2 separate regions of the Bicyclus anynana genome follow, and region 1 is linked to region 2. Evidence: chromatin contacts called from public Hi-C data. All regions are on one chromosome and are shown on one strand. The core of a region is the stretch at or near the end of the contact, and the rest is flanking DNA. Distances in the headings are between cores, read along the strand shown. Region 1 overlaps LOC112049067 (cytohesin-1). Region 2 holds the start of LOC112049058 (protein yellow-like).

The links. Hi-C and Micro-C count contacts between places; a contact is called where the count stands out from the background.
Region 1: a contact with region 2 is called in a Hi-C map of whole body, with 1.9 times the contacts expected there. The contact joins the enhancer-like site here to the promoter of LOC112049058 in region 2. A contact is called at or near these places in 2 of 2 Hi-C or Micro-C datasets (whole body and whole larva).

What each region holds. Positions count from the first base shown.
Region 1 is chr11:11,161,170-11,167,493 of ilBicAnyn1.1, forward strand. It overlaps LOC112049067 (cytohesin-1), which reads right to left. Exons shown (of 9, transcript XM_052884345.1): 9 at 3,214-6,324. Among protein-coding and RNA genes, the nearest start is that of LOC112049058, 40 kb to the left of the region's middle. Within about 2 kb of position 4,227, at least 6 of the 8 cell types and tissues checked have open chromatin away from gene starts, as enhancers often do.
Region 2 is chr11:11,121,794-11,128,264 of ilBicAnyn1.1, forward strand. LOC112049058 (protein yellow-like) reads left to right here and starts at 2,892. Exons shown (of 1, transcript XM_024086810.2): 1 at 2,892-5,575. The coding sequence starts at 2,965. The coding sequence ends at 4,299.

The DNA.
Region 1 (6,324 bases), core at 2,977-5,476, 41 kb after region 2:
CTTTGGACTGTTACTCAGAATTTATAGACGGAGAAACTCAATTAAACAACGCTGGTATTCTGTCAGACCTTTATGAGGGATGATCATAACACATACAATTAGTCAAACAAAAATAAATATATTACTAAAAAATAAATAAAATACAGTTATGTAGTGTAATCTCAGAAGGAAGAAAAAGCAAGTTAAGTCAGAAGGACAGTCACAAAAGAAAAAAATAATAATAAATAAATAAATAAAATAAAATCAATTGTTTATTATTAATTAATTATGGTATTGCCACACAGTCTGCTTTTTGGCAATGTAATAAATACAAGCGATACCATATTTTTTTAAAAGTACATTTAGATTTTACCTCCCGAATAGGTGGAGGAATGTTGTTCCAAAACTTTGTGGTAAGACATTTAGGTAAGTACCTACCTAATTTTATTGGCCCACCGGGTTTCATACCGCATCTCCATAGTCAGCCATTACCTAACAATGTATGTATAACTTTTTCAAATATTAGCAATTCTTTACGCAACGGCGTTTCACCTGCGCCGGAAAAGGAAGCCAAGTCGAACATCGCGGTCGAGTAGTTTTGTTAAAGTGTGTTTAGGGCATTGTGTTAATATGAATTCCATACTCATAACTTGATGGCTGGTTTATTAACCAACTAGCTGACGCCGCGCGGTTTCAGCCGCGTTGTTCCAGTTCCCGTAGGAATACGGGGATAATGTATAGCCTATAGCCTTCTTTTTTTTTGAATTTTTCAAATCGGACCAGTGGTTTTTGAGATTAGCGCGTTCAAGCAAGCAAACAATCAAACTCTTCAGTTTTATAATATATCTATAGAGTAAGCAGATCATTACTTACATGCACATTTATATTATAGAACTACAAAATAGTAGTACCTAGATTTTTTTATTACTATTCGATTTTACTTACGTGCACTTAGGTACCTACCCTACCCACCTACCTACCCTTTTTCCATATTTTCTCAACGTTCAAACCTTCCCTGGACCACGACAAATATTCCAAAGCCAAAATTAGGTTTAAAGGTGGGATAGATGCTTGCTCTGTCAAACAGACAGACCAAAAAAAGTTTATTTGCATTATACCTACATAAGTGTGTTTAGGGCATTGTGTTAATATGAATTCCATACTCATAACTTGATGGCTGGTTTATTAACCAACTAGCTGACGCCGCGCGGTTTCAGCCGCGTTGTTCCAGTTCCCGTAGGAATACGGGGATAATGTATAGCCTATAGCCTTCTTTTTTTTTGAATTTTTCAAATCGGACCAGTGGTTTTTGAGATTAGCGCGTTCAAGCAAGCAAACAATCAAACTCTTCAGTTTTATAATATATCTATAGAGTAAGCAGATCATTACTTACATGCACATTTATATTATAGAACTACAAAATAGTAGTACCTAGATTTTTTTATTACTATTCGATTTTACTTACGTGCACTTAGGTACCTACCCTACCCACCTACCTACCCTTTTTCCATATTTTCTCAACGTTCAAACCTTCCCTGGACCACGACAAATATTCCAAAGCCAAAATTAGGTTTAAAGGTGGGATAGATGCTTGCTCTGTCAAACAGACAGACCAAAAAAAGTTTATTTGCATTATACCTACATATAAACACTTGAGAAAACAATTATTATATAATACACAGACAGATACTTCAATTTCAATTATATGTTTTGATAATATGATACAGTAAAAATGTAGATACCTAAACAAGGACCATTTAAAGTTAAAATGTAATCATAAACATTAAGGTAGATAGCAATACCTACTGTTTGTGGTTATGAGGTAAATACAGTGGACACGAACACTATGTGCAATATGGAAATTTAGCACTATGAATAGGTACCTAACAAGTAGGTAAGGCTAAGGTATAAAGTTTTCTTGTTTATTACGAGTATATCTTCAATGATTGACTATTGTTTTCGTTATTGTATGGATAATGTGCTATAAAGAAAGAAATTAAGTATTAGATATATCTTTTTAAGTAGCAAAACGTGTAAAATATAAATATTATAGTCTAAGAGCCTGACATAGCCAGACCTTTTGACGGCCGCCGTGGCTTTATGGATTTACAAAACGGAGGTCCTAGGTTCGATCCACGACTGGGCCGATTGAGATTTTCTTAATTAGTCCAGGTCTGGCTGGTGGGAGGTAACGGCCGTGGCTAGTTACCACCCTACCGACAAAGACGTACCGCAATGCGATTTAGCGTTCCGGTGCGATGTCATGTAGAAACCGAAAGGTGTGTGGATTTTCATCCTCCTCCTAACGAGTTAGCTCGCTTCCATTTTAGATTGAATCGTCACTTACCACCAGGTGAGATTGTAGATAGGGCGAATTTGTAAAAAAATAAAAAAAAACCAGTGTCATAATCTATAACTATAGGTAAGTATGGTAGACACGTAGTAATTTGATCCATGGTCAATTTAGTCCTCCTTCAGTCGTGTCCCTTATATATTTTTTGACGGCCTCCGTGGCGCAGTGGATTTTCAGGACAGAGGTCCTCGGTTCGATACCCGGCTGGGTCGATTGAAGCTTTCTTAATTGGTCCAGGCCTGTCTGGTAGGAGGCTCTGTAACTACTGAGGGTAGGAAAGAATGCACATAAGTCAAAGTGAAGCTTGACCGAGTCCGCTAGTTCATTTATTAATATGTATACCTACGCTTTTATCTCTAAATTAAAAAACCTATAAAATATTGTGTAGATTTGTTTTATTTTATTTGGTTTTAAATATGGCAACGCAAAGAAACGTCAGATTTACAGCGTATTATACAACAGAAATTAGGAGATCCGCAGAAGAACTAAAGTCACCGACATAGCTCAACGAGTTGCGAAGCTGAAGTGGCAATGGGCGGGGCACATAGTTTGAAGAGCCGATGGACGTTGGGGTCCCAAAGTGCTGGAATGGCGACCTCGCACTGTTAAGCGCAGTGTTCGACGACCCCCCACCAGGTGGACTGACGACATCAAGCGAGTTGCAGGGATTCTCTGGATGCAAGTGGCTCAGTATCGTGATGTTTGGAAGTCCCTACAAAAGGCCTATGTCCTGCAGTGGATGTCCATCGGCTGATATTATGATGATGATGATATATCAGAATAATTCAATTGTATTGAGAAAAATACTTAAGCAAATACCTATGAGGTAACTTTTCTGAAAGGAGACTTAAAAATATATGATAAAAATAAAACAAAACGAATAAATAATGATAATAATGTAATTTTCTTTCATACAAAATTATTTACAACATCATTATTATGCACATATCCGTTGTCATATATAAATCATTACAATTGAGATAAATTAAACTCCCTACGCGAATTTACACAGCATCCCCAATTACATGTTAATTAATCTTACTTAACTTACTAGTTACAGATCATTAGGCACCTTTCCCTAATTATGTGTACAGTGCACGCCACGAAAACGTCTAAAACGAATTTAATGTGATGATCGATCAACCACTGCATTCACTAACTCGGTTGCTATCGGAAAATGAAAGCCACCGGTATCTTTGAATTACGTCAATATTTGACATTAGTATAGTGCGTCAAACATATCTGGCCCGGAGAAGGTGTCGCTATCGTCGCACTTTTAGTATAATGTTTTGCATAAAATAATGTTAACAAAAAATTGAACCGACTTCAATGATGCATTACTATGCCAAATAGACTCTAAAAGTTCATTTTGTTTTTTGACACCGCCACTGAGAACCTCTCTTTTTATGAAGTCGGTTAAAAATGACGATCGCCGTTCGTTCGTTCCAGCGATAGTTCCAGTTTTAACCACCGGGCCAGTAAAATTTGTGGCACTACACTTTATACATTGCAACTTCATTGAATGGGTCAAAAAAATATTTTTCAAAATTACGAGAAACAAATGAAATGTCAAACTCAGTGACTTTCATTTCCTGAAAGCGACCGAGTTAGCGAATGCAAGTGCTGCTCACTTGCGCAGTGACGTTGTTAATTTGCATTCTGCTTTCGTGGGACGTAAACTGTCGTAACCTAATAGACAACGATGACCGACACGACCGATTGATTGATGAGGTACTCAAATTATAAAGCAAGCAACTCATGGTGTGGAACATTCAAGGTTCTACATAACTTAAACGATGACGTCATCACATGACATCATCTCCGAGTTAACTAATTGTTCGCCTTTGAAATTGTATGTATAGTATGAGCCAAACTTCTAATCCGTACTGTACCGCTTAGATGTGTTATTGTACACTGTGCAGTCATACACATCGTGTTCAGAGCGGACTCTAAGTTTGGTGCACACTATACTATGAGAAGTAATAGTAATGTGTGAATTCACAGTTGCACTTTCTTGGTATTTGATTTGTTGTAATACTTTTTATTCAAGAAATGTTTCATGTTAATACGAACGAGTTATTAACATTAATTTATACAAAACTCAAATCAATCGATCGTAGAATCAGTCGTACGTTTATTGTATCCTTTAGGATCAAAGTCCCTTTTGGCAGACTTGTATGAACTAAATCGTAGTCAGAAAGAATCATTGAAATTGTCATGTAATTAACATAGAAACTCGCATCAGAGCGGTATGGTGGGCCTAAGCTCCATATCTTCTTCTTTCTAAAAGAGAAGTTTGTAGTGGGGGGACATTAAAATATGCTAATAATGATAAAATTGAAACGTCGGATCTGCCAAAAAGAACTTCGTTCAGACGGCCTAGTGGCAGTTTGGTACTGTTACTGTCGCGTTAACGTAAACGCGAATTTCTAAGGAATTGAAACGACACCATCAATTGGCACTACTACACAATTGTTTCAATTCCATATAAATTCGCGTTTACGTCAACGCGATAGTAACAGTATGAAAATATTGAAAACTCCCACTAGGCACACAGATTGTTTTGACGATGACATTCGTAGTCGCTTAACTCCTATCTGAATAACGATACAAAGTGACTCATTTACTTTTAAAATATTACTAACTATATACACATTCGCACTAAAAATTATAATGTTATGCAATAACGCGACTTCTAACATGTATTTAAATAAACAAATATATTAGAAACTCGAGTAGCTCCGATTTTAATGAAATATATATTTTTTGTGTTTTGCCGCTTAAATCCACTCCTGATGGTATAATTCAATAGTTGACAACTTTAGTAATAAAAATAATATAATCCAATGTACATCACTGACTGAGTCATTTAGTTATTGAATGGGTATCACAATCTATACTTATAATAAATCTGTACAGAGGTTAATTCTGTACATGAAATATATTTCCAAAATAACTAATATGCGGTGATTCGTGATACTGATGCCAAAAATCAGTAAAATTTTCGTCTGTCTGTATGTTCGTTATAGAAACAAAAACTACTCGACGGATTTTAACGAAACATGGTACAATTATTCCTCATACTCCTGGACAGGTTATAGTATACATTTCATCACGCTACGATCAATAGGAGTAGAGCAAAGAAAACGAAAGAAAACGGTATAAGTTACTCCATTTTTACAGCGATACTACTGTAAGGGCTGGATTAAAGAGGTCTAAGGGTGGACGAAGTCGCGGGCGTCCGCTAGTAATAAAATAGAAAACGTCAATAACTTCATTGAAAACTAAACTATCAAAACAGGAAATCCCATATTGATATTGCTCATGATTCGTCATTATTGCATACTTATAATTTTTTTATTCGATCAATTATTATACTCAATACAAGTCACATAAAATAACTGAACTGAACTTTGACTTTAGCAAAGCTTCTATTAAGTCATCGCTTAGCATACATTCCATACTATAGCTTGGCAATTCGTAACACTCCCGATGGTCCGCACTGGCCGGGGCGTGTAGCGATAAATGAAAAACCCACGACTGATGCCTCTAACTTATTTCACACCCGCGCAGTCTTTCCCCCCGTCGCCCGCATATCATGGGAATGTCATCAACGAACTTGCCAAGCTATACATACATAATACATGGTTGTAACACCCCTCATTTGTGCAACTATTGAATTATTGAATTATATTGAATTGAACTAATGAATCAAGATTCCAGCCCCCCTAGCCAAGTGGCACGTCGATTCTCTTTCTACGATCGCTAACGCTTCGAAAATTAGAAAGATGTATGGAAATGACATTTGATATCGACAGGTCACGTGATCAAAATCTGTCAGTCCCATACAATTTTTTAGTTTTCGAAGCGTTAGCGATCGTAGAAAGAGAATCGAAGTGCCACTTGGGTAGGGGGGCAGGGTCATCTCAGACATAAAACTACGACTATTCACTGATGAACAAAGTAAGCGCAATTTTGAACAATTTTGTTCA
Region 2 (6,471 bases), core at 1,642-4,141:
ATGCTGTAGTATTGATGGACCAGTCTCAACATCAACATTGCTGCCCACATAATTTGACTCCGAAGTTTGATCAGGATATTCAGGAGTCCTTTCTCGATTTTTTGTAGCAACAGGCAAGTTATCTGTACCTTGTGTAGGTCGATTATCTGGCTCCGAGCGATCAGTGACCAAAGACGGGGCAAAATTTTCGTCCGTAAATATGTTTGAATCATACCAAATGCCAGTCTTTTTAAATGCGTTGTTTATATTGATAGGTTGCTGCCTACGTTGGTATTTCATAAATGCTCTTAGTCTTCCCGGGATTAGTTCTTAGCCAGTTATTTTGTGCTTTAGAGCAGTATGTTTTAAAAGGGCCATTGACACCAACATCCAGAGGTTGGAGACGATGGGTGCAGTGTGGTGGGAATGTTAATAATATAACAGAATTTCTATTGGCCTTTTCAATTACATCAATATTAATGTGAGATGAATGATTGTCGAGGAGTAAAAGCACTGGCATTTCAGGACTAGGCTTAGTGTGTTTTATAAAATGATCCATATAGACTGAGAACTCTGTGCTTGTCATCCAACCAGATTGATTGCCAGCTCCAATACTTTCAGGAGGACCATCGCGAATAAACATACATACACATTATATTTCAAACGTGGAAATACGAACATCGGTGGAATTGAGTTTCCTAGAGCACTTACCGCAAGCTCCACGGTGACTAGAGTTCCACGCTCTGCTGAAACAATAGCTCCTACTTGCTTTGTTCTTTTTTCAGCCAAAATGTTCTTCGGTTTCAGTACAGTTTGGACATAATGAAACAATAAAGGTAGCTTAGGGGTTGGTTGTGCCGCGGCACAAGCAGCCCCACAAATACGGAACATTTTACCCCATTTATGAGAGTGTGATATTTTGTCTCACATAGGAAAATCAATCTGCTAAAATCATAAACTAGAATAAATAACAAACATTTTACTAAAACTCTCATTTTAAAAGCACAAGAAATGCTAGCTTGTGACCAAAAAGTATCGAGACGAAAATATTTACTTACGTAGCGCTGGAGGACACTCACATGCACAGCCACTCACTCCGCGTCGCTGACGCAACTAAAATGGTAGCCGCATGTGCGCGGCTGTTAGCGATTACGCGACACAATACGATCGTATATCTATCTCTTTCTGTTTTCGAGATATTCGCGTCGGCACTATTTACCCCCGGCACTTTCAGCCCCGCTCTCCCCTAGTACAATTTTTTTTCCGTCTCTTATAAAAATGGTTGAGGTAATTCGATTCGGAATTAAATCAATACTTAGTGCTCGAAACTTTTTTTTTTTTTAGTTAATTATTTATAACTTTTGCAATTACTGCGAGCGGGCCTTCAATTTTTTCAAAAATTATCTACATTCAATTCCAAATCGAATGACACCTTAACCATTTTTATAGGAGACGGAGAAAAAAAATGTACTACAGAGCACATGTTAACCAGGCTTTTAGTATATTTCTTTTGTAGGTATATTGATGGTATAATCAAGATTATAGCTATATATAATATGAAGACGTGGATTTTTGAAGGAAGTAAAAAAGATGAGGCAGTCAGACCACCATTGTGTCAGATATTACTAATTTAATTACTTAATCATGTCAGAAATGTGGTTAATAAACTTTACTCACACGTAGGAAAATAACAAAACCCTTTTCCAACACTGACGTGTACACCAGTAGGTACATCAACGTTTTCCATTGATTTATAGATTTATGTGTGTACTAGCAAACGCCCGCGATTTCGTCCGCCCTTAGACCTCTTTAATCCAGCCCTTACAGTAGTATCGCTGTAAAAATGGACTAACTTCTCCCGTTTTCCCAACATTTCCCTTCACTGATCTGCTCCTATTGATCGTAGCGTGACGAAAGTATACTATAACCTGCCTAGGAGTATGAAGAATAATTGTACCAAGTTATGTTAAAATCCGTCGAGTACTTTTTGTTTCTATAACGAACATACAGACAGACAGACAGACAAAAATTTTACTGATTGCATTTTTGGCATCACTATAGATCACTAATCACCCCCTGATAGTTATTTTGGAAATATATTTCAAGTACAGATGATTCTCTACAGATTTATTATACCTACCTAAGTAGTTAGTAAGTAGCTAAATAAATGAAGTTTTAAAAGTATTTTCCTCTGATTTCGTATATAGGAATTTAGTTAATATTTCAATTTTATTTAAAATAAAGATGCCTACCTTTAAAAGTACCAGACGGAACTATTCTAAGAAAAAAATAAATCACTTGCAATCAGTCCAATAGATCAAGTAATTAAACAGTTAATTTAAATTTTCACGCTTCAGTAGCCAGCACATTAACACATTGAAGACTACAGTTTATTATTGCTTTAATTTTATACAACGATTTGCTTGCATCAGTGTACAAGCAATGCGTCGTTACATCATAACTCTAGAAATATTTTCCATAACCGCTAAATGAATATTAAACATAAATAAACTGCGCGTTAAAAGCTACGGATTAAAGCGAGGAACTTGTGACCCCAAGTTTTATTACACTGTAGGGTGTTTAAATCCAGCGTAACAAGAAATACTTATTATACCTTTGCATGTTTTGAAAAGCCAGGCTCAACGACCACTTCAATCGATTCCCCGTACGATTTATACATAAACGGCGAGACTGTCGGACCCTCCGTCTAGCTGGGGTGGCCCGCGTGACCTTCGCGCACCCTTTCCGGTATGTATCTATTCATTTGCACAAATTGCATCGCCGTCCATATCGAGCTGAGATAATTCTCGATTCAAGGTGAAAGAATCAATTAATGAATCGCCAATAACAATTACGTAGTGTGGTGACACGCGAGTGCAGGTAACTGAGGAGTACGCGACGCACGGCGAGCCGGCCGCGCCAGTCAGTCAGTCACACAGCCCGCGCCAGCCGCGCAACACGCAACCGAGACACTCCGAGCTAACTATGAAACTATTCGTGTTCATCGCGATCGTCGCAGTCGCGGCGGCCCAGGACAAGCAGCCGCGACCGCCGCAGCACCGCGAACAGTTCCGAGTTGTATACGAATGGCGGACTGTGGACTTCGAGTGGGAGTCGCCGGGAGATCGCGAGACCTCCCTAAACTCCAGCCGCTACATCCCCCAAAATGTGTTAATATCCGGCATCAACTTTTACAAAGACAATATATATTTGACGCTACCCCGGATGCTGGATGGCGTGCCGGCCACGCTCGCTTACATCCCGGCTAATCAAAACGACACCGCTCCGAAACTGAAGCCGTTCCCCAGCTGGAAGGATAACACTCTAGGCGATTGTTACGCTCTACAGTTCGTGCAGAACATCGAAATCGATCGCAATGGAATTATGTGGATCCTGGATAACGGTCGAGTCGGCACTTTGACTCAAAACCCGGACGCTAAGTGCCCGCCTTCCATAGTGTTAATTGATTTGAAAACTGGTGAGAACAAATTGGAACGTTACCCGCTGCCCGCAGACGTTGTAAACCCGAGCACGACGTACTTAAACGATCTGGTGGTTGACAATCGTGATGGTGATTTCGCGTACATTACCGATAATAGCGCGGTAGATCCCGGCATTATCGTGTTCCGATTAAGTGATAAAAAGTCGTGGAAGTTGCGTGACACGAAGTCAATGTCGTCGGTTCCGGAAGCTGCTTTGTTCCGTATAAACGGCACTACGGTGAACCTCCCCGTCAACGTCGACGGCATCGCTATGGGACCACAGTTCTTGACCGAAGATGAGACTGTAGACCGTACGGTTTACTACTGCCCACTGTCGAGCTATCATATTTACGCGATCAACGCATCGGTTCTACGAAATGAATCTCTTGGTCTCAAAGGCGAAGGCGCTATACGCCCTTACGTTGTCGATCTCGGCACCAAAGCTTCACAAACCGACGGCATGAAAATGGACTCAACGGGCACTCTCTTTTTCGGTTTGATCGGTAACTCCACGATAGCGGAGTGGAACACCACTGTCGATTTCCGCACGGGTCAACGTACGATCGCCCGCGATCCGAATTACATCCAGTGGGTGGACCGTTTCACTTTCGACGATCGCGGCAACTTGTACGTCGTCGTGAACAGATTGTTTAACTTCGTGAAGAACCAAGTGTCTGTCGAGGAAGTTAACTACAGGATTCTGAGGTCGTACACTGGTTTGAAGAGTTACGTTTTCGGCGAGGATTTGATGCCGACGAAGCCTCCGCACGCCGCTGCGACGGCTCCCACGCTCGCCGCGTCCTTGCTAGTGTTCGCTCTGGCACATCTGCTCGTCTAGGACGGTAGTCCTACACCTTGGAGTCAATATGCGTCCGGACTGATGCGTGTAACATTACCAAATATTAAAGTTACCTTGACCTCGTGGTCTTTTCAGTGATAATCGCGGTGTAGATAGCTTTGTATATTATTACTATAAGTGTATTATTACGGTGATACTGCGTACGACCTTTGTGATCGGAGTCGTGATGAAGACGCTCCGTGCATGTGGTACAAAAGGTCGGGGACGTGTTGTCAAATGCCGCGTTTCACCACTCAACATTCCATCTGTAACTTTAAATAAACAAAGGTGTATCTGAGGTGTATCTTTGTCACCGTTTGTACTTAGTTCGTACTTGGTTTGTTTATTTATTGTAATACTTGGAATGTTGGATTATACCTACGCATTTTTGTACTGAAAATGTTATCTATTATTCTAAGAAAATTTTCAGTGCAAGAGTTCGGTTTGTACTGTGGCATGTCCGCATATAAGTATCTATTCATTTCTTAATCACTAATATTAAGTCGATGGCCAATGAATTATTAATAGAGTTGTGGAGGTAATCTGCTCAGGTACATTAAGTTGGAAAGCTTATTTATTTTTATCATATCATTATAATAGTTATTTATGATACAAGTGTGTGAAGAATTTCAATCCCGAATTCCCGAACCATAGGCAGGAAGGTCGTTCACCTTTCGAATTTTACACACATGTATCACATTGTGTTTTTTAATACATTTGCAAGTAAAAACCATCTAAAATTGCAATACTATCAGTATACGACAGAATTTTTTTTTTATTTTAATTTTTTATTTATTTACAAGTTAATGGGCATCAGTAACTAAACGCATAAATTAAGGTTTTTTTAGATACCTAATGGTTTTTCCTCAAAGAACTTTGCCAAGTCATGTATATTTCTGCAAACTTAAATGTCTAAAGTCATCATGAAAATCTGATGCATTGCTTCGAATTAGACTGAGAGACAAATTAATAATTTCGAGTTTTGTACCTTTTGACTTTTTGTCAGTTTTGTTAAATTATAAGTACAGAAACCCGATTGGTTTTCTACTATTTTATGCATTTTATCCCACATTATTATTAATATTATTTAATTCAGTCAATAAATAGTCGTTTTACGAGCTAGTGTATTGAAAAGCGAGTGTATAGTGATAAGGGGTAATATAAAATGAATGTATGATAGACCTCATAAAATAAAATAACTGGATAATACGTGTTTTCTAACATACGGTTGTGAGGTTGCGTGTGACTTGAAATAAACGTGTTTATCATATTATAATGTTTGCAGTTTTTATTTGCTTTTGTTAGTGGCTCACCATAAAGTGCTAATGCCTTCAGTACTTATACTGCTCACTTAATTTTTTAACAAGGACGAGCTTGTACAATTCACTGGAGTATATCCAATGTAGAGTCGTGATAGCCCAGTGGATTGACCTCTGCCTTCGATTCAGAGGGTGTAGGTTCGATTTCAGTCAGTTGAACACTTTTCAAGTGCATCACTTGTCTCGAACGGTGAAGGAAAAACATCACAAGGAAACCTACATACCTGAGAATTTTCTTAATTCTCTACGTGTGTGAATTCTGCCAATACGCATTGGGTCAGCGTGGTGGACTATGAACCTAAGCCCTTTCATTCTGAGAGCAGACTCATGCTCAACAGCATTGGCGTATCTAGGATTATTTCCTAGGGTGGGCCTGACACCCGACATCAAGTCTATTATTAGTATCATAATAGAATTCCATATCGGTAGCCCAGAATCCTAGAGCACAGGTCTATTTCTAGGGTGGGTAGCAACCCCCCTCTATATACACCTATGTTCAACAGTGAGCCGAATATGAATTATTAATGATGATGATCCAATAACGTTGGATAACTTTAAATTTTAAAGTTATTACTTTATTCCAGGCCGTGGTGTTTAGAAGTCCATACAGACGCCTATGTCTAGCAGTGGACGTCTATCGGCTGATAATAAAAAGCCTTACTTTGTTATCAACTTAAACAATATTTAACAATTTATGTATACAGTATTTTTAACAACAATTGGGGCGTGACTTACGCTTGCAAAGCAAGTACAATGTGCAATTTGAAATATGATATTGCATTTTGGACTAAACTTGATAATATAAATGTGAAAGTGAACGTTTGGCTTTCCGTTAGATACACCATGAAAAACT